2 separate regions of the Sus scrofa genome follow, and region 1 is linked to region 2. A link is a contact called in public HiChIP or PLAC-seq data. All regions are on one chromosome and are shown on one strand. The core of a region is the stretch at or near the end of the contact, and the rest is flanking DNA. Distances in the headings are between cores, read along the strand shown.

Region 1 (7,456 bases), core at 2,014-4,513, 240 kb after region 2:
AGTGGCCCCATATGTGAACTGGGACATATCTTAGATTCCGAATGGAAAAAGAAGTTTGTCGCAGGCTTGGTCCCTTTGGCTTGGAATTGAGTGTGTGTGTGTGTGTGTGTGTGTGTGTGTGTTGTTTTGGGATCCACTTTACTGTCCTAATGAATGTCTAGCTTTGAATTTCAGTTTCTTCTGGGGACCAGTGGCCTGTCCTGAATGTTAGCTCTTTGGTTGCGCCATTGAGGGAATCCTAGTGTTTTTTTTTTTTTTTTTTTTAACTTTCTAGGGCTGCACCCACAACATATGGAGGTTCCCAGGCTAGGGGGTGAATCAGAGCTGTAGCTGCTGGCCTACACCACAGCCACAGCAATGTGGGATCCGAGCCACATCTGCAACCTAAACCATGGCTCATGGCAACACTGGATCCTTAACCCACTGAGCAGGGCCAGGGATCGAACTGGAGTCCTCGTGGATACTCGTCGGGTTCATTTCTGCTGAGCCACAACGGGAACTCCGAGGGAATTCTAGTTCTGATTCTCTTTGGCACTGGCTAAGACTCTTCTGTGTGTACACAGCTTTTATAGAATTAAAACGCAGGTCATGGCCAGACAGGGCCTACAGAATTAAAAATTTTCCTAGATGTTATAACCTTCAGAGGATAGCAAAATTCAACAAACACACTTTCAACAAAAGCATTCAACAATATATAGACTGAGTTAGGAATCAGAACAACGGATAGAACATCGGGATCCAATAAATGTTATTTATAATACATATATTTTATTATAAATCAATGTTATATAATTGTTAATTGTTGCTGCTAGTATTATTTTTATCACTACTTTGTGCCAGGCCTTATGCTTGGTATTGGCAAAAAATAATCCTTGCCCTCAGAGAGCTCAGTTACGCAGGATAGATATATACAGCACAAAGCAGTGTTCTTTTTCTTTTCTTTCTCTCTCTCTTTTTTTTTTGTCTCTTTAGGGCCACACCCAAGGAACATGGAAGTTCCCAGGCTAGGGGTCAAATTGGAGCTGCAGCTGCTGACCTATACAACAGCCACAGCAATGCGGGATCCGAGCCACATCTGTGACCTACATGGCAGCTCACAGCAACGCTGGATCCTTAACCCACTGAGTGAGGTCAGGGATCAAACCAGCATCCTCATGGATACTAGTCAGGTTCATTACCACTGAGCCTCGATGGGAACTCCATCAGGTTGCATTTATTGAACACCTGCTCTGTGCCCAACACTACACAACTGCCAGTGGACACAAGGAGGATTAACATCGGGTCTGGTGGGAAAGGCAGATAAAGATACTTACATTCTGGGCAATTAGTGAAATAACAAATATGTTTGCACAAAATAGAAAAGTACCTAGAAGGAGTTCTCGCTGTGGCACAGTGGGTTAAGAATCCAGCTGCGGCAGCTTGTATTGCTATAGAGGTGTGGGTTCCATCCCCAGCCTAGTGCGGTGGGTGAAGGATCCAGCATGGCTGCCGCTGTGCTGTAGGTCACAGCTGCGGCTCAGATTCAGTCTCTGGCCCAGGAACTTCCAAATGCTGCAGGTGTGGCCATTAAAAAACAAAACAAAACCAAATCTCCTGGAGGAGCTCAGAAAGCAGGGTAAGGAATTGAGGTGAACCTCCCGGAGAGAGTGCTGACTAAGCCGGGCCCTCCAGGGAGGTGTGATAAGAAGAGAAGGACACTCAGGCAGCGAGGGGGAGATCCTTTAGGAACATGGGCTCGGAAACAGCCTGCCTGGTTCCATCACTTGATTAGCTGGGTGCTTTGGGGTGAGTTACTTGATCTTTTCCATGTTTCCACCTTCTCAGCTGTAAAATGGAGCTTATATCAAACCTATGTCATAGCACTGTATGAGGATTAAATGATTTAATGTATGAACAGTTCTTAGAAGGGTGTCGGGCAAGTAGCAAGTGATCAATAAGTATTGTCATGATTATTAATATTATTATGTGGAATTCCCACAGAGATGGCATAGAATGGCTACCTCCAACATGTATGCTCTATTAAATAAAAATGATGTGCTGGGAATTCCCGGTGTGGCTCAGTGATAACGAACCTAATTAGCGTCCATGAGGACACAGGTTCGATCCTTGGCCTTGCTCAGTGCCTTAAAAGATTCGGTATGGCTGTGAGCTGTGGTGTAGGTTATAAATACGGCTCGGATCTGGCCTTGCTGTGGCTGTGGTGGAGGCCAGAGGCTACAGCTCTGATTTGACCCTAGCCTGGGAACTTCCATATGCATGGGTGCGGCCCTAAACACACACACAGACAAACACACACACAGACACACACACAGACATAGACACACACACACACAAAAGAAGATGTGCTATGGAATCACCCAAAGAGAAACTGCAAGGTTGCTTCCCAGGATTCTCCATGGTATGGGCCCTCCCACGCCCCAGGGCAGAGTGCGGTTTAAATTAGCCTAGTTGTAGTTAGCTGACCCAGCACTACCAACATCTTTAATTTGCTGGCCACTTTCACTTCCATGGCTCTTTCGACATACTGCTCTGAAGATCTTGAAAGTAAACTGAATGAAGAGTTTCAGTTTATTTCCTCCAAATGAGCTGACATTTTCATAAGATATATACCCTTTCACACTTGATGGTTTATCTATGTGTTTTAGACACATTCTTTGCTCTCAGCTGATATCATGTATTAATCTGCCTCCATTTCTTTAAATACTGTCCAAATATGTCATACATCAAAATGTGAGCGTTTTGAAATAATCGGAACCCAGTATATTTTACCAGGGGGACAAAAACCGATCTGGTCATACAATATCCATTTCAGGTCAATAAATAACTGAAAATATCCCCAAACTCAGTACATGTATGTAGTATTTCTTATGCAACTACAGAGACAATTTGATGCCCATCTCTAGATTTCCAAGCAAAAGCAGAAAATTGAATGCACACAATCTATTTCTTTGCTCTGGGCAATTAACTAGAAAAACCACATGATAGGAAAACTGATTAGCCAGCCCTGAGACAGTTTACAATGCTCACTGAGATTCACAGAAGAGCATGAAGCAAGCAAAGATCAGAAGACGAAATCCCATCTGGGCTCATCTTACATTTTCTTATTTTAGAGGGTTGTAAACATCATCCATCCAGGTACCCAAGACAGTTCATGCCACTTGTTCCCAAATGCTTTCCAATCTCTATCTTTAAACTACCTTGACCCTGTCTCCTTCTTTTCATTCTCACTGCTGCTGTCCAGCATTTCCTATTTAGAAGATTGCAAAAGGTCTCCATTTATCTCTGCCCCAGACTTTCCCCAATCCCTTTCTACACTCTGGTTAGTCATCCTTCTAAAACCATGGCTTCCTAAGCACGACACCAAGACTTGTCATCAGCTGGTGCATAGCACCTTCATGTCCTATTGCGACCCGGCTCAATCCCATTCCCCATATCCATCCCAAACTGATTAGTTTGTCCACATTTGCCAGGCTGTTCTGCGCCTCTGCTAGCCCTTCACCTAGGAATCTGTGACCACCCTTCAGGACTCAATTCAAGTATTTCCTCCATAAAGCCCCAAAGAAGATGTGATTCCTCTTTCAGCCTCCAGAGAATCTTTGTATATCCAGTAATCATTTGTTCACTTCTCTACCTTCCCTACTAGACTGTCAATTCCTTGGGGAAGGAACTTTACCCTTATTTATCTTCGTATTCTCAGGGAGACAGGCGAGGTGAGAGAACTTAAGAAATGCCCATTGAATGTCTGATTGCCAAAACAAGAGAATGCTTTGAATACTGTTATCTATAAATTGACCATGATAATAACAAGAAAACAGTGAAGGAGACTGTTTTGAAGGCAAATAGTTTAGAATAAGACAACTTGGTCTTTGAAGTAATCTCTTTTTTCCAGAATGGGAGCCGTTTTACTCCACCTGGGTCATTCCACTCTCCATCCTCTATTCCACTTCTTTTTAATTTTATTTTTGTCTTTTTAGGCCTGCACCTGCAGCATATAGAAGTTCCCAGGCTAGGCTTCGAATCTGAGCTGCAGCTGCTGACCTATGCCACAGCCGCCAGATCTGAGCCACATCTGCATCCTACACCACAGCTCACAGCAACACTGGATCCTTAACCTATTGAACGAGGCCAGGGATCAAACCTGTGTCCTCATGGATACTATTTAGGTTTGTTACTGCTGAGCCACAATGGAAACTCCCTCTATTCCACTCTGTGCAAAAAGCAAATTATCCAGATAATATCACTTATCTGTGAAATCTAATTTTAAAAACGATACACATGAACTTATTTACAAAACAGAAAGAGACCCACAAATTTTAAAAACAAACTTATGGTTACCAAAGAGGAAACATGGCGGGGGGGGATAAATTAGGAGTTTGGGATTAGCATATACACATTGCCATATATAAAATAACCAACAAAGAGTTCCTGTCGTGGCTCAGTGGTTAACGAATCCAACTAGGAACCATGAGGTTGCGGGTTCGACCCCTGGCCTTGCTCAGTGGGTTAAGGATCCAGCATTGCTGTGAGCTGTGGTGTAGGTCGCAGACGCGGCTTGGATCCCACGTTGCTGTGGCTCTGGCATAGGCCATTGGCTATAGCTCCGATTAGACCCCTATCCTGGGAACCTCCATACGCTGCGGGAGCGGCCCTAGAAAAGGTAAAAAGACAATAAATAAATAAATAAATAAATAAATAAATAACCAACAAGGACCTGCTGTATAGCACAGGGAACTCTACTCAATATTCTGTAATAACCTATATGGGAAAAACATCTAAAAAAGAATGGATATATGTATATGTATAACTGATACGCTTTGCTGTATACCTGAAACTCACACAACACTGTAAATCAACTATACTCTAATAATTTTTTTAAAAAGAAAGTTATCAAGAAGCAAGATGATAGAGGTCATGATCCAAGAATAAACTATTCCTCATTATGTCTTTATATCATCTGTGATTCTGGTCCCTTGCCCCAAATCCTCTATATCCAGAGGAAAGTACAATAACCATCAGTTACCAAAAACATGCAACTTCTCTTAAGTTTGTTGAGTTTAGCCAGAGTGTACAGGCAGTGATATTCAAGTACAGCAGTGTTTATAATAGAGAAACACTGAGGAAATCTAGATATTTGACAGACTGAGAATTTAAGTGAACTGTGGCCTCGCTAGTCTCAAAATCTGATTGACATGAAAAACAATATCAAAAGAAAATGCTTAGGTTATATAAGGTAGAAAAAAACCTTCTATATGCAGTATGACTAATTAATCTTAAAAAATAGTATACTAGAAAAAAGACTGAAGGAAAATAAGGACAAAATATTGCAGTTCATTGTGTCTACATCGAGCACCCTTTATGAGACCAGGTAATATTTAAGAGGCAAACAGGACCGATGGTGTCGGGGGTGGACAGATTTGTTTATCCAATTTATCAGACTGAAACACACCATGAAATCAAGGCTAGAGAGCATCATATCTTTAAAAGAAACTTTAAAATTTATGGAGCTCCTGTCGTGGCTCAGTGGAAACGAACCCGACTAGGAACCATGAAGTTTTGGGTTCGATCCCTGGCCTTGCTCAGTGGGTTAAGGATCTGGCGTTGCCATAAGCTGTGGTGTAGGTCGCAGATGTGGCTCGGATCTGGTGTTGCTGGGCTGGTGGCTACAGCTCCAATTAGGCTCCTAGCCTGGGAACCTCCATATGCTGTGGATGCGGCCCTAAAAAGGACAAAAAGACAAAAAAAAATTATAACCGCTCAACTTTAAATCTGCAACATTTCAATTTGGGGTAAGACGGGGGCATGACACCATTTCAATCCCTGATATTTTCTAGGTGGTTTGTTATCCCAACGACAGTTGTGATATTTCAAACTTAGCTGCTCCCTCTACAAGGTAATATTTCACCATGTAATTTATGTAACATCTTCTCTTCCAGCTCCTCTGATTTTGAAGCTCAAGACAAAAAGAATGAAATTCCTGTAGAGAACACAAGACTGTAATAACAGAATAAGGCTAGCACCCATATCATACTTTGTTTTGGACATCTTCTCAAATAAATGGTAAGTTTTAATCTTCCAAGGACAGAAGGCAAGGAGCCACTGAAGACACCCATTTTGGGATAAAGCTCAGAGAAGAGGAAGTACCTGTCTTACTAAGTGAGGGCAGGCCTTGAGTCTGATCAAACAGATGACTCCAACGGATTACCCAGCATGGGAGTTACAAAGTGCTGCAGAAGCTGGTATTAATTAAATATGCTTATTTTTCCTTTGGACACGCACTGGATAAAGAGTATCAAGGTTTATTTTTAATCCATTAAAAAAAAATTCTTCTCTACAGTGGCACAATGTAGTCATGTTTGGAAAAAAAAAAAAAAGAGAGAGAGAGAGAGAAGAAAAAAAGAAAGGAGAATAATCCCCAAAGTGCATTCAGCATGGAAGAAATTCAAAAAGGTCAGAGCCCGAGGGACCAAATCTAGTGAAGCTGAACAGTCCTGTCAGCAGCAAGGTCCGTGAAGCCAGCCGAGATACAGCCCAGCTCCCCGGCTTGCGGAGCGCTCGGAGCCAATCAGGGCTTCCGAGGGTGATGCACCCACAGATGCTCTGCGCTGCCTCGACATCTGTTTTCAGTTCTCAGGATCTCGTCTGAAGTTAGCTTAACAGAAAACATACCAAAGGAGAAAAAAAAAAATCCCTGCCAACGGGAAGGAAGAAGAAAAATGAGAAACAGGGAGGAGGGAGGGGCGGAGATACATAGAGGGAGAGAGAGATGCAGAGAGATGCAGAGAGAGAAGAAGCGGGGGGTAGGGAGGGGGAGAGGGAGGGAAAGGAAGAGAGAAAGCTAGAAGGAAGGGAGGAGGGGGCTGAGGGCCGTGGGACATCTTTAACATGACGGAGCCCAGGAAAGGCACCAGCACTCACACACCTAGAACTAAGTCCTTGTCACCAAGCCTTCCTCTTCCCGGCGCCCCCAACCCTATCTCCCCAGTTTCTGCCCTCTTTAAAACCTTCCCCACGTGCAAAGGAAGACACGTGACTTCAGAATCGGGATCAGCTTAGGACACAGCTCTTGTGAATGTGTACAATAGATCTGAGTCATTTGTTCGCTTTGTAAACATGAAGAAATCACCCTTTAAAACTTCCTCCTCCATGACATTCACAGCACTTGACAATATGCTTAGCATGGAACCTTATTACTCTTTTCCTCATCCACACCCCAGATTCAGAAGGGATGGATTTTCTTTCTCACTGAGAGCTCACATGCTCCAGGGCATGTGGGAATTAAGGGGAGCACGACAGGGAAGCAGAGGGGGCTGACAGTGGCTGAAGCGGTGCGAGCCTGGGTTGGGCAGCGCAGAAGCGCAGAGAAGTGAGCAGCAGCCCAGGAGAGCACTTCACCAAGGCCACCGCCCTCCTCTGGGGAACCTTCCCACTCAGGGGCTCCCCCCACCCCAACTTAAAT
Region 2 (6,703 bases), core at 3,866-6,365:
AGAAAGTGCTAGAAGTCCTCTTGCAACCAGAAAGACAGTCAGCTTTAAAGAAAATTGATATCACAAAAGACAGAGTGCAGAAGTAGAAAAATAAAAAAATCTGCATCTCCGACCTACACCACAGCTCATGGCAACGCCGGATCCTTAACCCATGAGCGAGGCCAGCGATCAAACCCGCAAGCTTATGGTTCCTAGTCAGATTCGTTAACCACTGAGCCACGACAGGAACTCCCAGATCCCATTTTATAAATGGGAAAACTGAGATTTGGAGAATTAAAGAGACCAAGCCAAGGTTCCCACAGATAGCGCATTACCAAAGAAGGAGCGGAGTACTTTCTTCTGGGATTTCCTTTGAAAAGTAAGAACATCAGCAGGCATTGCTTTACTTACCTCTAGGACTCAGAGACATGAGACAATGTAGCAAATCTGTCCTCCTGAAGCCTTCAGCGGGTCCCTCCATCCACCTCCAGATATAATGGCACCTCCTTAGCGTGGCTCCTATGGCCTTCCTGGCCTAGCCCAGCTCACCTCTCACCCTCCCCTCCCAGAAGGCCACAGGGCAACCATGCCGAACAACCACAGATCCCCCCAACCCACCATGCTCCCTCTCACCTGCCATGGGGTTCATGCCCTTCCCTCTGCCGAGAAGGCAAATTCTTCCCCTTCTGTTTAGCAGACTCGCATACTTTCTGGAGGTTCAGCTCTGTCACCTCTGCTGGAACTGCTCCCTACAATCCAAAAATCCCTAGGTACTCCTCCTCTGGTCCCCCAGTGTGTGTGTGTGTGTGTGTGTGTGTGTGTGTGTGTGTGTGTGTGTGTGATGGAGGAATAAGCATGTAGTGTTTGCAAGCAAAGACATAAATCTTGCCCTGCCACTTACTGGCTGCTTGACCTTGAGTATTTCACTTGACCTTCCTAAACTTCAATTTCTCATCTGCAAAATGGGGATATAAAAGTTCTTCATAGAGTCACTGGTAAGATTAAATTAGATAATCTAAGAAAATGTTTGACTTACACACTGAATGTTCATTAAACTATTGCCTTTATCATTACTTATGACAGTAATTATTTTCTGTTCTCTCTTCCCAACCAGACTCTGAGCTTCAGGAGGACAGGAACTATTGTCTTTGGACTTAAATTTCTCCCTGCCTGGGTCCTGGTAGGGGCTCAATAAATAAGCAATAAGGAAATTGTTGGAGACCACAGAACAGCAGATCTCTGCAGAAGGCAAGTATCTATGGACTCAGAGTTTTAAAGTACAGAGTCTTGGAGTTCCCGTTGTGGCCCAGTGGTTAACGAATTTGACTAGGAACCATGAGGTTGCGGGTTTGATCCCTGGCCTTTCTCAGTGGGTTAACGATCCAGCGTTGCCGTGAGCTGTGGTGTAGGTTGCAGACGCAGCTCGGATCCCATGTTGCTGTGGCTCTAGTGTAGGCCGGCGGCAACAGCTCCGAATAGATCCCTAGCCTGGGAACCTCCATATGCTGTGGGAGCGGCCCAAGAAATGGCAAAAAAAAAAAAAAAAAAAAAGACAAAAAATAAATAAATAAAATAAATAAAGTACAGAGTCTCTTTCAAAGACAAGATGAAGGACTTATGCACTAACCATGTTATTCTATAAACAGCTGCATTATGTCCTAAGGAGACCCACTTTTGATATTACAAAGAAGATAATCTCATCATTGCCTATGCCTGTCCCTGCCCACTAATCTTGTCACCTTCACTAATCCCATCAATAATAACCTCATCACCTTCCTTAATAAAAAGATATGGGCCTGTTCTATGGAACAGAGTGCCTCCAGGTCCCTCCCCTTTCTATTTTTTTTTTTTTTTTTTTTTTGTCTTTTCTAGGGCCCCTCCTGTGGCATACGGAAGTTCCCCGGCTAGGGGTCTAATCGGAGCTGTAGCCACCGGCCTACACCACAGCCACTGCAACTCGCACAGCTCATGGCAACACTGGATCCTTGACCCAATGAGCAAGGCCAGGGGTCGAACCCGCAACCTCATGGTTCCTAGTCAGATTTGTTAACCACTGAGCCACGACGGGAACTCCCATCCCCCCCTTTCTAAATGTAAGAGTCTTATGTGTTGTTATACCATGTGTTCCTCTTCCAGGATTCCCCTTTTCCCTGCAGCGCTGCTCACAGCAGGAAATGAACAGAGTAAAATGGAATCAGCCTTTAAATTCAGATTAAAAGAGGGATGCTAATTGGAGACACCTGATTTCAAGCTGTGGTCAAGGTTTTGGCCACCGGGATGGCTTGGATCAGCCAGTTCAGTGGGCTAAATATCACTCTGTTATTCCCCAGGGACCCTCCTACCTCTTGGCTTAAATAATTTCCTGTTACTCTATCATCATTCTTCCCTATTGCAAGCATATCCAGGGAAAGTACTTTACTGGTCAACACTTTTCATTGGTTCCATGACCAGTGCCCTCCCCGAGGTCTAGCCTCAACTCGCTGGAAAGCTAGCGTCTCCCTGTCTCAGCAGAGAAGCAGCCACAGAAGAAGGGCCCAGGAGGACCCTGAGGGGGAGATTCCATTCGGCCCCTGCTGACTTTTCCAACCCTACCTCCTCTGTATGCTTCTCAAGTTCCCCAGACCCCAGTCCTAAGCACCAACCACACTTGTCAAAGTCACCCCCAGCCCTTTCATGCCTCTAAGCTTTGTAGTTCTTTTTCTTCTTTCTTTTTAAGGCAGCGCCTGTGGCATATGGAAGTTCCTGGGCCAGGGGTCAAATCGGAGCTGCAGCTGTGGCCTACTGCACAAACATGGCAGCACCAGATCTGAGCCACATCTGTGACCTATGCAGCAGCTTGCCGCAGCACCAGATCCTTAACCCACCCAGTGAGACCAGGGTTCAAATCCCAATCCTCATGGACACTGTGTTGGGTTCTTAACCCACTGATCCACAGCAGGAACTCCTAAGCTTTGTAGTTCTTGTCTTAGCCAGGAATGCCCTTCCCACTGCTTTCCTCATTTATTAAAAGTCTATTCATCCTTCAAACCCCAGCTCAAACCAGCCCTTTCCTGAGGTTGCCAGTTTCTCCAGCTAGAATTTTTTTTTTTTTTTTTTGTCGTTTCTAGGGCCATACCCGTGGCTTATGGAGGTTCTCTGCCTAGGGGGTCTAATCAGGACTGTAGCCACCAGCCTACACCACAGCCCAGGGCAACGCCTGATCCTTAACCCACTGAGCAAGGCTAGGGATCGAACCCGCAACCTAGTCAGATTCGTTAACCACTGAGCCACGACAGGAACTCCTCTCCAGCTAGAATTAATCACTTCCTTTTCTTCATTTCCATAGTACTCAAACTCTGAGGGTTTTTTTTTCACTTATAATAATGCTTATTTTATTGGGTGGCTGAGAGAGTCAAAGGAAACAATGTGTGGAAAAGTCTTAGAAAAATATAGCAGACTATGTCCACATGGATTTGTATTGTGACAATTCTTCCCTCCAGGAGAGCATGGTTGTTCTGGCTGATGTTATGGTTTGCTTTGTACTTCCCTCCCTTTCCTGTATCAATTAGGGTATTTGGGGTTGTGTAATTCTGTCTACCTTGAGTACCGTCTCTATTAAAAATAAATACAAAAGGAATACATAGACTCCGTATCAGTTCAGAGATGAATTTGGCTGCAAGTAACAGAACCTCCAAACATAGTGGTTTAAAACAGTAAGGAGTTCTCAGCAAGGGGTCCAAAGGAAAGATGTTGCTGAGCAGGGTTGCTGTCTGTGCAGTCCTCCTAACCTCTTCCTCATGCTTATAAAGTATCTGCTACAGCTCCAACCATCACGTCCTTCCTCCATCCTGGAGCAAGGGGAAAGACATCCCCAGTAGATAGACATTTGCATCTCATGCACTAAGCCACACAGCTACCCCTCCCTGCAAGGGAGCCTGGGAAAGTGAACTCTGAGCTTTCCACCTTCTAGGACAGAGAAAGCATAGCTTGAAGGGAGTTGGGATGTGTGCTATTCTATCTGCCACAAGGAACTCTCAGGAAGAAGGAAGAGCTGATCATCCGGATGGTAGAAACTAACCTGCAGTTATCTTCAGAGTGCTGCTCACTCAGCCACTCAGCTCCTCTTGAGGTTCTTGAGTCATAATTTACTTTCCCGTAGTCTGACTTTCCAGCATGAGGCAAACGCCCACACTTGGCCGGAGGAATACAGGAACCTTGACCAGCAAGCCCCACAGTGTGGTATTGGATGAGAGACAGAATGAAAGAGCTGGGCAGATGAGAAACAATAAAATGCTCACATTGCCCTTATTAGGATGGGAGCTCCCCAAAGGCAGAACCCCTGACTTTCTCATCTGCTCATCGGCCGCTCTACCTGGCAAAATGATGTACTCAGTCAATCCACTGTGACTTGAATGATTTCATTCTTCAGCCAGGAGCATGAGTTTGTTTTCTCCCCCTTTGTTTTATTTTGTGTCATTGTCATTTTCATCCTCATGTAAGCATGGGTCTTGAAGCCAGATAGACCAGGAATGGAATTCCAGCCTCACTAAACCTCTTTCTGTGGCTTTGGTCAAGACACTTTACTCTCTGTGCCTCAGTTTTCTTCTCTGTAACATAGAAAGATTGAGGAGTTCCCGTTGTGGCTCTGTGGGTTAAGAACCTGACTAGTATCCATGAGGATGTGGGTTCGACCCCTGGCCTTGCTCAGTGGGTTAAAGGATCCAGCGTTGCTGTGAGCTATGGTGTAGGTTGCAGACGCAGCTAGGGTCCTGCATCTCTGTGGCTATGGTGTGGGCTGGCAGCTGCAGTTCCAGTTCAACCCCTAGCCTGGGAACCTCCATATGCCACAGTTGCAGCCCTTAAAAAAAAGAAAGAAAAGATAAGAAGATGGAAACCAATTGCATGAGGTTGCTATATGAATGGAACAACACAGGGTGTGTAAAGCACTTAGTAAGTATGTGGCCCATCTAGTCACTCTAATATCAAAGGCCTGTTATTATTTTTATGTTGGAATTTTAAGCAATGAGAGCACAATAAATAAGTCGCTCCATCCAATTCCCCAGGAATTCCTGTTTGGATTCCTACCAATGGCAGGTTTGATATTTGAGGAGAGAGCAAAGTTCTAATCTTTCCAGTTCATCCTAAAAATAGTCAGCTCTTCTCTGTACAATCTGTCAGCTCAGCAAGTCCCATCTAGGGAACCGGGAGATTGTGTAAGGCAATCTTTCTAAACCGGGGTCAAATGTTCTCCTTTACCCGAGAGTAACTCGCAAAAGATGCACATGAAGATAAGGGGTTGGCCCATTAGTGCGGGGGAGGGGATGTCTTCCCACCCGCGCTGGGGTCTGATGTCTGGAGCCGCAAGGATAAAATGCAACTGGCACCTTTTGCATTCTGGAGAGAAGGGATATTTTTCTCATGTTTATTCATTCAACCACGCAAGTCCATAAATGAAAGACATTTGCTGGAAGCTACTAGCTCAGAAACCAGTAAATGCAGAAGAGCAGAAGTAATTAAGTGAACCTGCCCCTGAGATCTCATGGTCAAGCCATTTATTGAAACCTTTAGGCATTCAACAACAATAATAATTAATATTTATTGAGCGTTTATTAGGTGCCATCCCTAGTTCTAAGACTTTATGTGCATCATTCACTCTTATTCCTTCTCTTTTTTTTTTTTTTTTTGCTTTTTGGGCCTGTACCTGTGGCATGTGGAGGTTCCCAGGCTAGGGGTTGAATTGGAGCTGTAGCTACCAGCCTACACCACAGCCACAGCAATGCGGGATCTGAGCCGTGTCTCTTACTCCACAGCTCGAGGCGATGCTGGATCCTTAACCCACTGAGCGAGATCAGGGATGGAACCCGAATCCGCATGGATACTAGTCGGGCTTGTTACCGCTGAGCCACAATGGGAACTTCCTCTTATTGCTTATCTTAACCTCATGAGATAAGGACTTTATCTTGGGTGCCAATGAAAACGTTGAGGTACCAAGAGATTAAATAACTTATCTGGACTTTTAGAAACTCCCTATCTGGGAAGCTTTCCATTGTTATGACCAGTGTAGGGGACTTCTAACATAGGAGGGGGTCACTCATTGTCAGAATCAGCAAAAGGGAGTTCCCGTTGTGGCTCAGTGGAAAGGAATCTGATTAGTATCCATGAGGGCGAAGGTTCAATCCTTGGCCTTGCTCAGTGGGTTTAGGATTCAGTGCACTTTATGGCTGTCAAACCAATGACATCCTCTGGACATTCTCAAGGGCTTCTCTAGGCTCATGCTCTTCCCTCCCCAAGCAGGTCTTTCCCATCACCTTCTCTAGTAGCCACATCCTGCTCATTTTGCAAAACTCAACTCCACTGCCTCTCTCAAAAATCAAGAAAAATTTCCAGGAATCCCCCACCATATTACCTAGGTATGATCTCTCAAACCTCTGTTTGTCCACCTCTGTTGGCCCCAACATTTTGCCAAAAATTATGTTCGGCTGTGTATCTGGCTTACTTTGTCTATGAAGTGAGTTCTCCTCCAAAGCAGAGGCCATGTGTGGTCAACTGTCTTATCTCCAGGGCCTGGCATTCCTGGGTTTAGTGCCCTGGTTCATGGGCACTAAACCCATATGCCTGGCTCACAGTATGCCCATGTAGGTGCTTGGCTGCCATTCACAGAATGGAATGGAAAGTGGAAATTCAAAAATGAGATAACGGGAGTTCCCATTGTGGCTTAGGAGGTTAAAAACCTGACTAGTATCCA

What was found. HiChIP or PLAC-seq counts read pairs in DNA pulled down with a chosen protein or histone mark.
Region 1: an H3K27ac HiChIP or PLAC-seq map of skeletal muscle shows a contact between it and region 2. The contact joins two enhancer-like sites. A contact is called at or near these places in 1 of 47 Hi-C or Micro-C datasets (heart right ventricle) and 2 of 2 datasets of contacts at active chromatin or transcription factors (alveolar macrophages and skeletal muscle).

The regions. Positions count from the first base shown.
Region 1 is chr4:14,375,373-14,382,828 of Sscrofa11.1, forward strand. All of the region lies in intron 4 of NSMCE2 (E3 SUMO-protein ligase NSE2), which reads right to left. Among named protein-coding and RNA genes, the nearest start is that of TRIB1, 81 kb to the left of the region's middle. Within about 2 kb of position 3,264, at least 4 of the 83 cell types and tissues checked have an H3K27ac peak or open chromatin away from gene starts, as enhancers often do. A contact at or near this core is called in alveolar macrophages and skeletal muscle, where this site is marked.
Region 2 is chr4:14,128,581-14,135,283 of Sscrofa11.1, forward strand. LOC110260448 (a long non-coding RNA gene) reads left to right here. Exons shown (of 3, transcript XR_002343758.1): 3 at 1,094-1,233. Among named protein-coding and RNA genes, the nearest start is that of TRIB1, 170 kb to the right of the region's middle. Within about 2 kb of position 5,116, at least 8 of the 83 cell types and tissues checked have an H3K27ac peak or open chromatin away from gene starts, as enhancers often do. A contact at or near this core is called in alveolar macrophages and skeletal muscle, where this site is marked.